Regions from separate parts of the Mus musculus genome. Here region 2 is linked to region 1. A link is a contact called in public Hi-C data. All regions are on one chromosome and are shown on one strand. Each heading gives the region's core, a stretch centred on a gene start, on an enhancer-like site or on the middle of the called end of the contact. The rest is flanking DNA. Distances are from core to core; before and after follow the strand shown.

Evidence for each region. Hi-C and Micro-C count contacts between places; a contact is called where the count stands out from the background.
Region 2: a contact with region 1 is called in a Hi-C map of uterus, with 5 times the contacts expected there. The contact joins two enhancer-like sites. A contact is called at or near these places in 1 of 39 promoter capture datasets (hippocampal neurons), 1 of 15 datasets of contacts at CTCF or cohesin (pro-B cells), 47 of 484 Hi-C or Micro-C datasets (B cells, the BV-2 cell line, DN2 thymocytes and 28 more), 7 of 115 datasets of contacts at active chromatin or transcription factors (PVALB interneurons, cardiomyocytes, embryonic basal ganglia and 4 more) and 1 of 9 other capture datasets (bone marrow-derived macrophages).

The regions. Positions count from the first base shown.
Region 1 is chr10:13,982,448-13,987,804 of GRCm38.p6, forward strand. All of the region lies in intron 1 of Hivep2 (human immunodeficiency virus type I enhancer binding protein 2), which reads left to right. Among named protein-coding and RNA genes, the nearest start is that of Hivep2, 19 kb to the left of the region's middle. Within about 2 kb of position 1,389, at least 300 of the 459 cell types and tissues checked have an H3K27ac peak or open chromatin away from gene starts, as enhancers often do. A contact at or near this core is called in PVALB interneurons, brain, cerebral cortex and 4 more, where this site is marked.
Region 2 is chr10:14,193,883-14,199,386 of GRCm38.p6, forward strand. No RefSeq gene overlaps it. Among named protein-coding and RNA genes, the nearest start is that of Gm51759, 69 kb to the left of the region's middle. Within about 2 kb of position 3,074, at least 47 of the 459 cell types and tissues checked have an H3K27ac peak or open chromatin away from gene starts, as enhancers often do. A contact at or near this core is called in PVALB interneurons, brain, cerebral cortex and 4 more, where this site is marked.

The DNA of each region.
Region 1 (5,357 bases), core at 139-2,638:
TGCCATGTGTCAGTTGTTTAAGGAATCAATATTGGAGATAAAAAGTGGGGCTCGAGGGGAGGAAGGGGGAGGGCAGGCAACTTTTGATGCTTTAAAAGATTCCTGGTAGCCAGGTGTGGTGGCGGACGCCTTTAATCCCAGCACTTGGGAGGCAGAGGCAGGTGGATTTCTGAGTTTGAGGCCAGCCTGGTCTACAAAGTGAGTTCCAGAACAGCCAGGGCTATACAGAGAAACCCTGTCTCGAAAAACAAAACAAAACAAAACAAAACAAACAAAAAAAAGATTCCTGGTAGAGAGTCCTATTAGGGAAACTGCAATCAGGATCGGGCAAGGAAAGTGCTTCTTCAGCCTCTGAAGATGCATGCCTCTTCTTGCTGGGGCCGGGCGGGGGTTGGTGGGCGGGAGTTGAGTCCTGCAGGACCGTAAGGCGTCAGGTGGCCTCTTGTGGGACTGCAGACCCGGGAGGCGCAGCGTTGCAGCGGGAGTCTCAGCGCACGCCCCCGCCTGCGAGCCCCCGCCCTGCCGGCAGCTGACCTTTGGCCCAGGGGCGGCCATCCGAAGGCGCTGACTGCGATGACGTCTCCCTGGCTGTCAGTGCACAACAGGAAATGCTCTCCGCCTCCCCACTTCCTGCCTGGAGAAAGTGGGGCTCGCTGCTCTAGCAGCCGGCCTAGTTTCGGGGCCCATGCGGAGCACCCTGGTTGCGCAAGGGCTCTGGGTGCAAGGCCTGGCAGGGGCTGCCTGGGCGGAAAGCCAGGGTGAGCACTGGCCGCGGACCGCCCAGCCTGGGGACCCCGAGCATCCGGAGGGGTCCCGGAAAGGAGGCCCCAGTGCTGAATAATGCTGACCTCACAGGGCCTCTGTTGATTCTCTGTTGTAAAGCCCTGACAGGAAGCCTCCTCTTTAACCCTCCTTCCAAAGGCCACCTTTGACTTTGTTGTGGAAATACTGACAAGGGCATCTGGGGCAAAACCTAAATATCAGGCCTGGGGACCCTGCAGGACAGACCCCTTCATAGTCATTTAAGCCATTGTTTAGGTAAAGTGAGGTTTTCTTTTCTTTCTGTGTGTTTTTTTTTTTTAAATATGAACCATTTTGCAAACTTAGGACAGTAATACATCAGTAGCTGTGGATGTATTATCTCGAATTTGCAGATATTTTGCTGATCTCTTTCTCCCTGGTAGACTTCAAACAACGGAAACCAAAGCACGTCAACCTAGGCTTATTAATAAGACATGTTTACATAACCCTTGAAACTGCATTTTAGAACGATATACAATCTATAATTTAGTACCGCGGATGCCCGTGTCGCGCATGCTTGCCAGTACGATAAAGGGAAGAGCCGTCAGCTAAGCAAGCATTGTGCTTATTTCCCTGGCTGACTCATGAATAGGCTTTGTCATGGGAGACTGTTCTTCTGGCCACACGGCCAAAATGCCAAAGTTCACTGGGAGGTCTACTGAGGTTTCTTATGTCAAACACTTGACAGAGTTTTAGTTAGATGAAAATACTGTGTAGTAGTTTCTATTAAACCCCAGGAATATTGTGGAACACGCACTTTACTCTCTGTGTTCTGCTACACTGACCTATGCTTTTGAAAGCGTAGCTTAAATGTCCTCACATGATTAGCCCATGTGTGTAGCATATGATGTCATTAGCCTTGGGAACTGTCAACTGATTTATGCAGTGAAGAACTTTAAGGCTATTTGAGAAGAGTTTTAAGTAAGACCTGTGGGTCTTGAAATCATGTCTTTGGTTTGTTTGTTTGCTTGCTTGCTTGTTTTTTTCTTTCTGGTGTGTATCTGTGGGAGGATAGTTTTGTTTCTTTTGAACTTCTACAGATTATAGAAGGCTACTCAGGGAAATAAACTTGGAGCATAAAAATCAGGGCAAGTTGTAGTTGAGGGGGGCTGACATCATTGTGTAGGCATTACCACATGCTAGCACACCTTATCAAACACAGAGCCTAAAGAATGTTAGGCAAGCTTGCTACCACTCAGCTGCACCCATGATGCAATCTTGATTGTTTAACAATTTGAAGAGCAAACAAGACCATGGGAATTAAAATCTCAGTGGAATAGAAGAATGTTACATTAGTAAAAGATTAAATTTGGGAGGTGATTTTCTTGTCCTTGTACTGACATAGGCAGGAGGTACATTGGATGTCCTGTAAACTATTGAAGTACATGTGAATTTCATCTTTGAGGTTACACTATGTTTGAGCCCATTGTCCATTGCTTTTCTGTATGATTTAACCACTTCTAAATCCAGCTTGTCCGTGTATGACATTAGCATTATGCAGATATTTATTTAGTAGTCGATTAATAAGGATCAATTACTCCAGATTTGAATTAACAATAATCTCCAGTTTTTATGCACCTTCTTGTTCGAGGTGCTAAGTAGGATCCTTAGACTCATTAACTAAATCTCATAATTGTCAGGAGAGTAACATACACTTGTGTGAAAACCATTTTATGAGGAGCCCTTCTGAGTGGTACCAAATTAGAATTTTTATAATATTTATCCAAACCAACATTTGATCTATATTTGTGGCTCAAATATATGTGCTTCATTTCATCCATGAATAGATATGCCTAGTTTGGAGGAAATACTTTTTTTTTAAAAAAAGATTGTATGTATGTATGTTTGTATGTATGTATGTATGTATGTATGTATGTATGTATGTATGTATATGAATACACTGTAGCTGTCTTCAGACACACCAGAAGAGGGCATCGGATCCCATTACAGATGGTTGTGAGCCACCCTGTGGTTGCTGGGAATTGAACTCAGGAGCTCTGGAAGAGCAGTCAGTGCTCTTAACCACTAAGCCATCTCTCCAGCCAGAGGAAATACTTTCTATGGTGCAGAAAGCTCACATGCCTTCATAGAGCTGCCTGACAGCTCCCCCGAGAGCAATAGAAGATGTCTTTTCAACTCTAAGCTGGGAAGTTACATTCTTGGAGGGAAATAAAATAAATAATAAAAAATAAATCATAAAAACACTGCAGAAGAACTTAGAATTATAATTTGAAACATTTTTAAAACGTAATTAAAGCTTCTTTAAGTGATTTATTGGAACACTTTTATTTTCTTATACAAAGGGTTTGCTCTCTACTGTACCTAAGGAACCTTGCAATCAGGGCTGAGTTTGCTCCGTCCTCGCATTATCGCCGATGCCTCCAGCCATGCCCCACCCTGAGCTCTGGCTCCATGTACAGGCGCTGAATGGAGGAGCAGTAGGAGAAAAATGTTGTGGTCATCTCTCGGGTGTCAGATGCATTTTACATTCCTGGCCAAGTTTCAGCATTCTCTTTGTCAAGTAATTTTAAATTCAGCAACAACGAAACAATACCTGAGCTTCTGAAAATGAAATGTAAGCATAATAGGTGCACAATAAATGTTTATTAAATGGAAGTACTGAGAGACACAGGATGCTTGGCAGTCCTGCAGGCCTGGTGCTCCACTTACTGTGTTAGTCATTGACAAACTGCTTTTCATCTAATGAGAGTCTTTAAAAAAAAATTGCATCACCCTATTGATTTACAAGAGGAGACATTTTAGGGGGAGGTGGCAAGCAGCCCACTTGATGCAGAATGATTTTCACCAGCACTTAACCTGTAGGCTCTACTTATCAGTCTGAGATCTGAAGTGCCTTTAAGAGTTTAAATATGCCTAGTGGTTGGTGGTGCCTGCTTTTAATCCCAGCATTCAGGAGGCAGAGGTAGGCCGATCTCTTGAGTAGTTCTGGTCAGCCAAGGTTACCCAGAGTAAACCCTGTGTCTAAAAACAAACAAACAAACAAAACCAAATGTGATTCCAACATGATTGCTGATGCTGATTCTCTAGAGGTCAGGATGATGGGTTGTGCCTGTACCCAGTGCCTAGTGAAGTGCTGAACAGGGCAGGTCTCACCTTGCTGGCCACCTGTACAATCACAGTGGAGCCCAGGATCAGCGGGGCTCTAAGTTTGACTCCATTGTAGTAGGCCTGAATTTTTAAATTTTAAACAAGGACCTCAGTATCTTCTTTTTGTCCGGGCCCTGCAAACACAATAGATAATCTTGAGGGTCTATCCATGACTGTGACAAGATTTTATACACTGGGAATTGGTTACCTCATAGTTGGGGAATTGTCAAATGAGTTAGCATTTTTGGTGTTGGTCATGGGGTCTTGGTTGCTGGGGCAGCTCCTCCTACTTTAGGTGGTTATCTGGATGGTACTAGAATGGACTGCCACTATTGGTATTGCCAGGAAGTAAAACTGTGAGCCACTTAGCTTGTGACACTGGACTGGGGCAAGGCCAGCTCAGAGTGCCTTGACCTTTGGAAGGCAAAACTTGGGAGATACCAAGATAACTAAGGGACAGATATGTATCTGAATAAACAGGAAGGAATATTCATGGTTTACTTCTTGGCTGTAACTCTGCCACAGTTCTGTATCAGCTATATAAAAAGGAGCACAGGGAAGTGTTACGTCTTCGAAGTGGCCAATATCTTGACATTGTAGAACTAATTTTCTGTTAAAGAAGTAAGTACTTTTTAAAAAAGTTGCTCTATGCTCTGGAGCTTAGCAGTGTCAGTGTCCTTAGAAAGCTTTGTGTACACACCCAGAACTGGGTGGTTTTTAATCCTTTGTTACATTATTTGAATAGGTGATTATTCTGGCCCGTCTGTTCCCCTTGAGGACATGGACTTTTTGCATTTTAGCACCAGTCACTCCTGTGGAAGAGTAGTTTCGTTTACAGCTTATTGATAACGACCCAAGCATAGTCAGGCTAAGTGTCTAAGGAACAGAGGAGAGCCATATCAGGTATGTTTATTTTGAATCAGTTAAATATTTACAGTTGCCGATATTTTAAATGTCATGTCTTTAGTCTAACATAGTTATTGTGCATTACATTGTAGCTTCCCAAGTTAATGGATTTGAGCATAGAGTTTATTTTGTAATAGGAAAAAATAAGAAAATAATTCTAAAAATGGGCCCTTGAATGATGGGGAGCCGTTTGTAGTGTCTGCTGCACTAGGGCGTGAGTTCCATAAAGAGCAAATTTATCTGCAAGAATAGCCCAGTGTATGACTGCAGACCTAGATTTGCATGGGAGATATTTGTGGGCACTTCCTGGTTTACGTCTGAGCTTGGGCCACTGCCATATAACTAAGATTCTGCTTTTAATTTTTAGAACACACTAATGAGGCAGGGACCAGGCTGTGGAAACCTCTGAACCTGGTGTGGATGATTCCTCTTTTGGGAAGAGTACATATGCTTTCATATTTTGATATTTAATAAATAACATTCAATAACAGTCTTTACTAATTTTCTTTTCCTTTGTTTTGACTTTGGTCTCATTTAGAAAG
Region 2 (5,504 bases), core at 1,824-4,323, 210 kb after region 1:
ACTCCTTTCTCCCCTTTTTTTCTTCCACACTGAGTTCCCTGTTTCTATGGCAATGAATAGGATGTTTTGCACCAAGAAACACTTTAAATGCCACTGGGGGAAGGCAAGAACCACGCATAGCTCTCTATGGAGCTGGAAGGTGAAACGAGATGCTAAGAACTGACTGAAATAAGGAGAGAGAGAGGAAGTAGGGAGGCTAAGGAGACTCAGAAGGAGGGAGGTGAGAGGTGAAGAAGCAGGTGTTTTGGAGGGGAATATTTGACAATGAGATAGCATCTGAGCATTGAGACCTCCGAGTAGTTGCTATGAATATGAATCTGACCTTGAGCACACTAAGAGAGTTTGTTCACTTTAGGGGAGTGCCAGGTAAAAGTCACCTGGAGACAGAACTCCTGGATGAGGGAGATGATATAGTCTCTTAGCCTAGAACCCACATGAAGGTGGTTTCCAAGGTACTTCTTGTGGTAGGGGAGTTCCAATAGGATCCCCTCAAGTGTTGTGCATTACAGTCCAGCACTAGGCCCCTGGATTTCAGCTTTCCTGCTCACAGTATTACAACTAAAATTTCCCTTCCATCATGAATTCTTGTGGACCAGCCGTAGTGCGACTTATCCTGGGGAGGTGGGAACACATGGGAATTCACTCCACACAGGGATGATAGACAGAAGGAATGATTCCACTCAAGCATGGTTTAGGAAACCAGTAATTTATTGAAGTTGCTCACAGAATCATAGAGAGGGAGCTCCGGATGGGGGCATTGATGACTGAAAGGCATTATCAAAAGCCTCCCCTTAGTGTGAACAATGACAAACGGGAGACATTTCGAGAACTCCCAGCAAGACACATGGGCATCTCCTCTTTCCTGAATTTTTACTACTTTTATAAGACTGGAGAGAGGCTTTAGGGATCCTGTGAGTTTCAGGAACTTCCTTAGACATACGCTTTTCTTACCTAAGTCTTAAGGAGCCTTCTTCTAGAAGAAAATGTTTTAATTAGGAGGAAATAGCCACACAGCATCACTTCTCTAAGGCCCTCCTCTTGTGTTATCCAGCTTTCCACTGTTGTATCAAATACTTAAGGTAATTAACTTATAAAGAGAAAAGGCTTATTTGGGGTCAAGATGTTGGAGGTTTCAGCCCATGACTATTTAGCTCCATTTCTTTTGGACATATGGCAAGGAAGCATATGGGTACCTTGCTTAAAGTACAAGCTGCTCATTTTCTGGCTAGAAAATCAAAGAGTGAAAGAGGAAAGGATTTGGACGTCACAGCCTCCTTTAAGAGCACCCCATCATAATGTAAAGACTTTCTGCTGGGCCTTTCCTTCTAACCACTCTGCATCCCGCTATTCCTACACCTTTACCCCATGAACGTTGGGGAAGTTTTCCAATTCCAAACTGCAGTGTCTTTATTTGTATGGACTTGTCTATACATGTCCCCTAGATAGTTACACACACACGCACATGCACACGCACACACACAGCCTTTTCCTCTTTTCTCTAGTAAATATGAAAAACCAACCAACCAACCAAACAAAGAACAGCAATGACAACCACAAAATGCAGAACACCATAATAGAACAGATGCTGGTAGGGCTGTGGGTGGCACATCAGGTGCCCCTTACTTTTATATCTGCTTACTTTCTCACCACTGCTACATCAAAACACACCAAGCTCAATGGAGCCTCAAAGTTTCTGATCTGAAGGTTTTCCAGGCTATAAGCTGCAAAATTCAAGTCCCACTACAGGAATAACCAATCAAAGTATAGCCTCAGAATAGCTGGTCCATGTGTGATGGAAACTCAAAACTTTTCTTTTGCTCTTTCTCTCTATTGCTTGCCAGGGACCTGTAACAGGCTTACTGGAAACTGTCCCTTGTTCTAAAAAGAAAACCCATCAGGACTCATGAAAGCCACTAGCGTCTGCACAGAGAGGACCAGGGTACCATACAGAGAAGGAAATGACCAGAGGCCAGGGTCAACAACTGGGGAACAGGAGTTGAGGGGAGTCTCTGTCCTCTGGCTGCTTGGCAGGGCCCTGCTTTCCAAGGCCTTGGCCAGGGCAACCCAGTTTATTTTCGGTTAATCTGGGTATGCCCTAATTTATTACTGGAGCCTCAAATTTGCATGTCTACTTTAAGAGACCCTAACAAGTACACATAATAAAATGTTAATTTATGCCTTCTGTGAGGATTGGGATCTAGCGTGGCTTTGACGCAACTGCAAAGCAGAACAAATCTGGAAACTCTGGCAGGCAGGCAGGATGGTGGGGGAGGGACTGCGCGCTTCTCTGGGTTTTAGAAGGGCAGCTGCTGGAGGAGGCTGGGAAAGTATCCTGGCGTTCCCCTCCATGTACAACCCAAGGGGGCTTTCTACAATAGTCCAGGGTGGCCCTTTTGTCTCAGACCCCTGACTAAACACAATATCAAAATATCACCAAGCATAAAGCAGGCCGGTTGGTAAATACTTGGTGGATTGATTCATAATACTGGGAATGTCTTGAGCACAGACATTTCCTTCCGCGGTTCTGGAACTGTCAGGTCTTGCTTAGCTGCTCCTAAGCTCCACGCCCAGCTTCTCTCTGAAGAAAGCAGCCCACGCTTGCATTCGTGCGGCATTTATGGAAGCTGCGAACAGCCACTCCCGCAAAGGATCGCTGGATTCCTCAGACATTACCCAGTGCAGGCTGTCCTGGGAGATCTTTCACATCAGTTGTGATCTCCTCAGGTACCATCCCCATGGCTGACACTCTAGAGCAGTGTTTCTCAATAGTCCCTCCTGTGTGGTTACCCTCAGCCATAAAACTATTTTTGTTGCTACATTATAACCGTAAATTTGCTATGTTATTGATGATAAGGTAAATATTTGTGTTTTCTGATGGTCCCTTGAAACAGTCATTTGACCCTCAAAGAGATGACGACCCACACAGGCTGAGAACCGCTGCTCTAGCGTCTCTTAAACTGGTCCTCTTATTCAGAACCATACTATTTATTTACATCTCCTCATTATACTGACCTTGGGAGGATTTCAGGATTAAAATATACCAGCAGACTTCTGGTAGGTTTATGTAACCAACTTCTGGCGCTCCTGCCAAATCTATGATACCACATTCCTCCAAGAACCACTCCTTTCTCCACAAACGGAACCCCAAGTAAGCAGCCATCACCCAACCACCACGGCCATGGATTGTATCAGGGGCCCTTGGCCCTCATCGGGTGAGCACTATCTTCCTCTTAGGAATTTATAACTAGGTTTAAGAAAGTTGAGTAGACATTAGTATCTGGGTCAGGCATGGAGTTTGGAGGTACAGAGGACATTTGCTAAGAGAATCAAGACAAGCCAGGATATGGAGTAAAAAAAGAAAAATAAAGTAAAATAGAATCTGCATAGATTTGGGTATCCTTCATGCTGCTGGGTTCTGAAGGTGACTCAATATTCTTTCCAATAATTTCCTATTCGTCGACTGGGCTTATTTGACTGGATTTCCGGTACTTGCTTGCAAAGGGACTTTCAAAAGACATTACTTTTTATGATAGAGTTCTGTTGCTGTAATCAGGACTGCATCCCTCACTGAATTGTCGCCCTCTATAGGATTGACTGCCCAACTTCCAGTGGCTTATGACACCAGTATCATAATCCACACTTAGACTCAGGGTGCTCTACAAACTGTTCATCTAACCCAGGTCATTTTCTCTGTCTCTTCCATATAGCCCCGTTTTTTGAGTCAGTCTATCTGTCTCTCTGTCCTTCTCACTCTCTCACCCTCTTCCTCTGCCGCACCTCTGTATTCAGAGGTCATCCTCTAGTGTTATTTCTGGGCAGCTCATCTTGATTTTGTGGTAGGCCAACACTGGACTGGAACGCACAATAGTTAAATCTGGCTGTCTACTGAGCCTCAGCTTCTTGTCCTACTGAGCCTTGTCATCAGTACTGTGACCACAAGTATATATCATGCTGTTCTTTTCACATTGGTCTGGGGACAGAAGTCCTATCTGCATGTTTTCGAGGTGAGCACTTTCCCAACTGAGCTATCTCCCTTGCTCCTGTCCTCCTTGTCTTAGTCAGGGTTTCTATTCCTGCACAAACATCATAACCAAGAAGCACTTGGGGGAGGAAAGTATTTATTCTGCTTACACTTCCATACTGCTGTTCATCACCAAGGAAGTCAGGACTGGAACTCAAGCAGGTCAGAAAGCAGGAGCTGATGCAGAAGCCATGGAGGGATGCTCTTTACTGGCTTCTTCTCCTGGCTTGCTCAGCTTGCTCTCTTATAAAACCCAAGACTACCAGCCCAGAGATGGTCCTACCCACAAGGGGCCTTTCCCCCTTGATCACTAATTGAGAAAATGCCTTACAGTTGGATCTCATGGAGGCATTTCCTCAACTGAAGCTCCTTTCTCTGTGATAACTCCAGCTGTGTCAGGTTGACACAGAACTAGTCAGTGCACTCCTCTTTAGAGCTCTCTAAACCTTATTTCCCTGTGTCACTGCCTGGGTTGGAATGGTCTTTCCTTTCTTCTTGGCCATACATGAGATCTGGATTAGACACTGGAAGCTTTTCAGTTTCATATATGACCACTCTGGAAAAAGCGGGCACAGTTCTTATTAACAGCAGCGAACAATTTGCCTAATGAAAACTGAGTTTAAACTGCTAAAGAAGTGAGAGAGCTAAACTGTGTTCTTGGCTCACTGGGAAGGAGTGTCTTCCTTTCATAAAAACTTTAACATTTCTCAGCACTGAGGGAGGAGCCAAATAGCACCAGTGTTCTCCCAGATGTAAAGGGCATGGTGGGGTCTGTATATAGAGAGAGCATAAAATAACTTATCAGACCCCTACTTTGTGTGTTCAGTGTCAATGGATTACACCCTGAACTGAAGCAAGAATGGCAGAGGAGAAGCCCACTGGATGAATGGTTTTAATACTGTCTGATGACAATAAAGCCAGAGATGCTGGAGTGAGTGGAGAGATGGATCAACAACGTCAAGAGTATTGACTGCTTTGCCAGAGGACCCAGGGTCAATTCCCAGCATCTACTTGGTGAGTCACAACCATCTGTAACTCCAGTTCCAGGGAATCTAAACGCCTCTTCTGACCTCTGTGTGTACCAGGTATATATGCTGTACACAGACATATATGCAGGAAGAACACCCCACATGGTAATTAGTAATAATACTATTAATAAAGCCATAGATGTTGAATATATTTCTGGTGGGAGGCCAGTGGAAATGGGAAACACTGCTGGTGTGCACGACAGGCACTCTCATTTTAGGTCCATGGAACCACGCCATAAAATAGTTCACACAACATTTGTTACAAAAAGAAGCCCAAAGAAATTATTTCTTTCAAATTTTAGGCAAAAGAAACCTAATCTGTACTTTGTGCCAATCACTGTCATGGTGACCCACATTCCTGTGGGACTGGCAGCACATGGTACCTACCCCTGGGCCTTCTCACTTGTACATTGGTCCCTTGCATTTTTTCCCTTATAAGAAGCAGTTTTCAATAT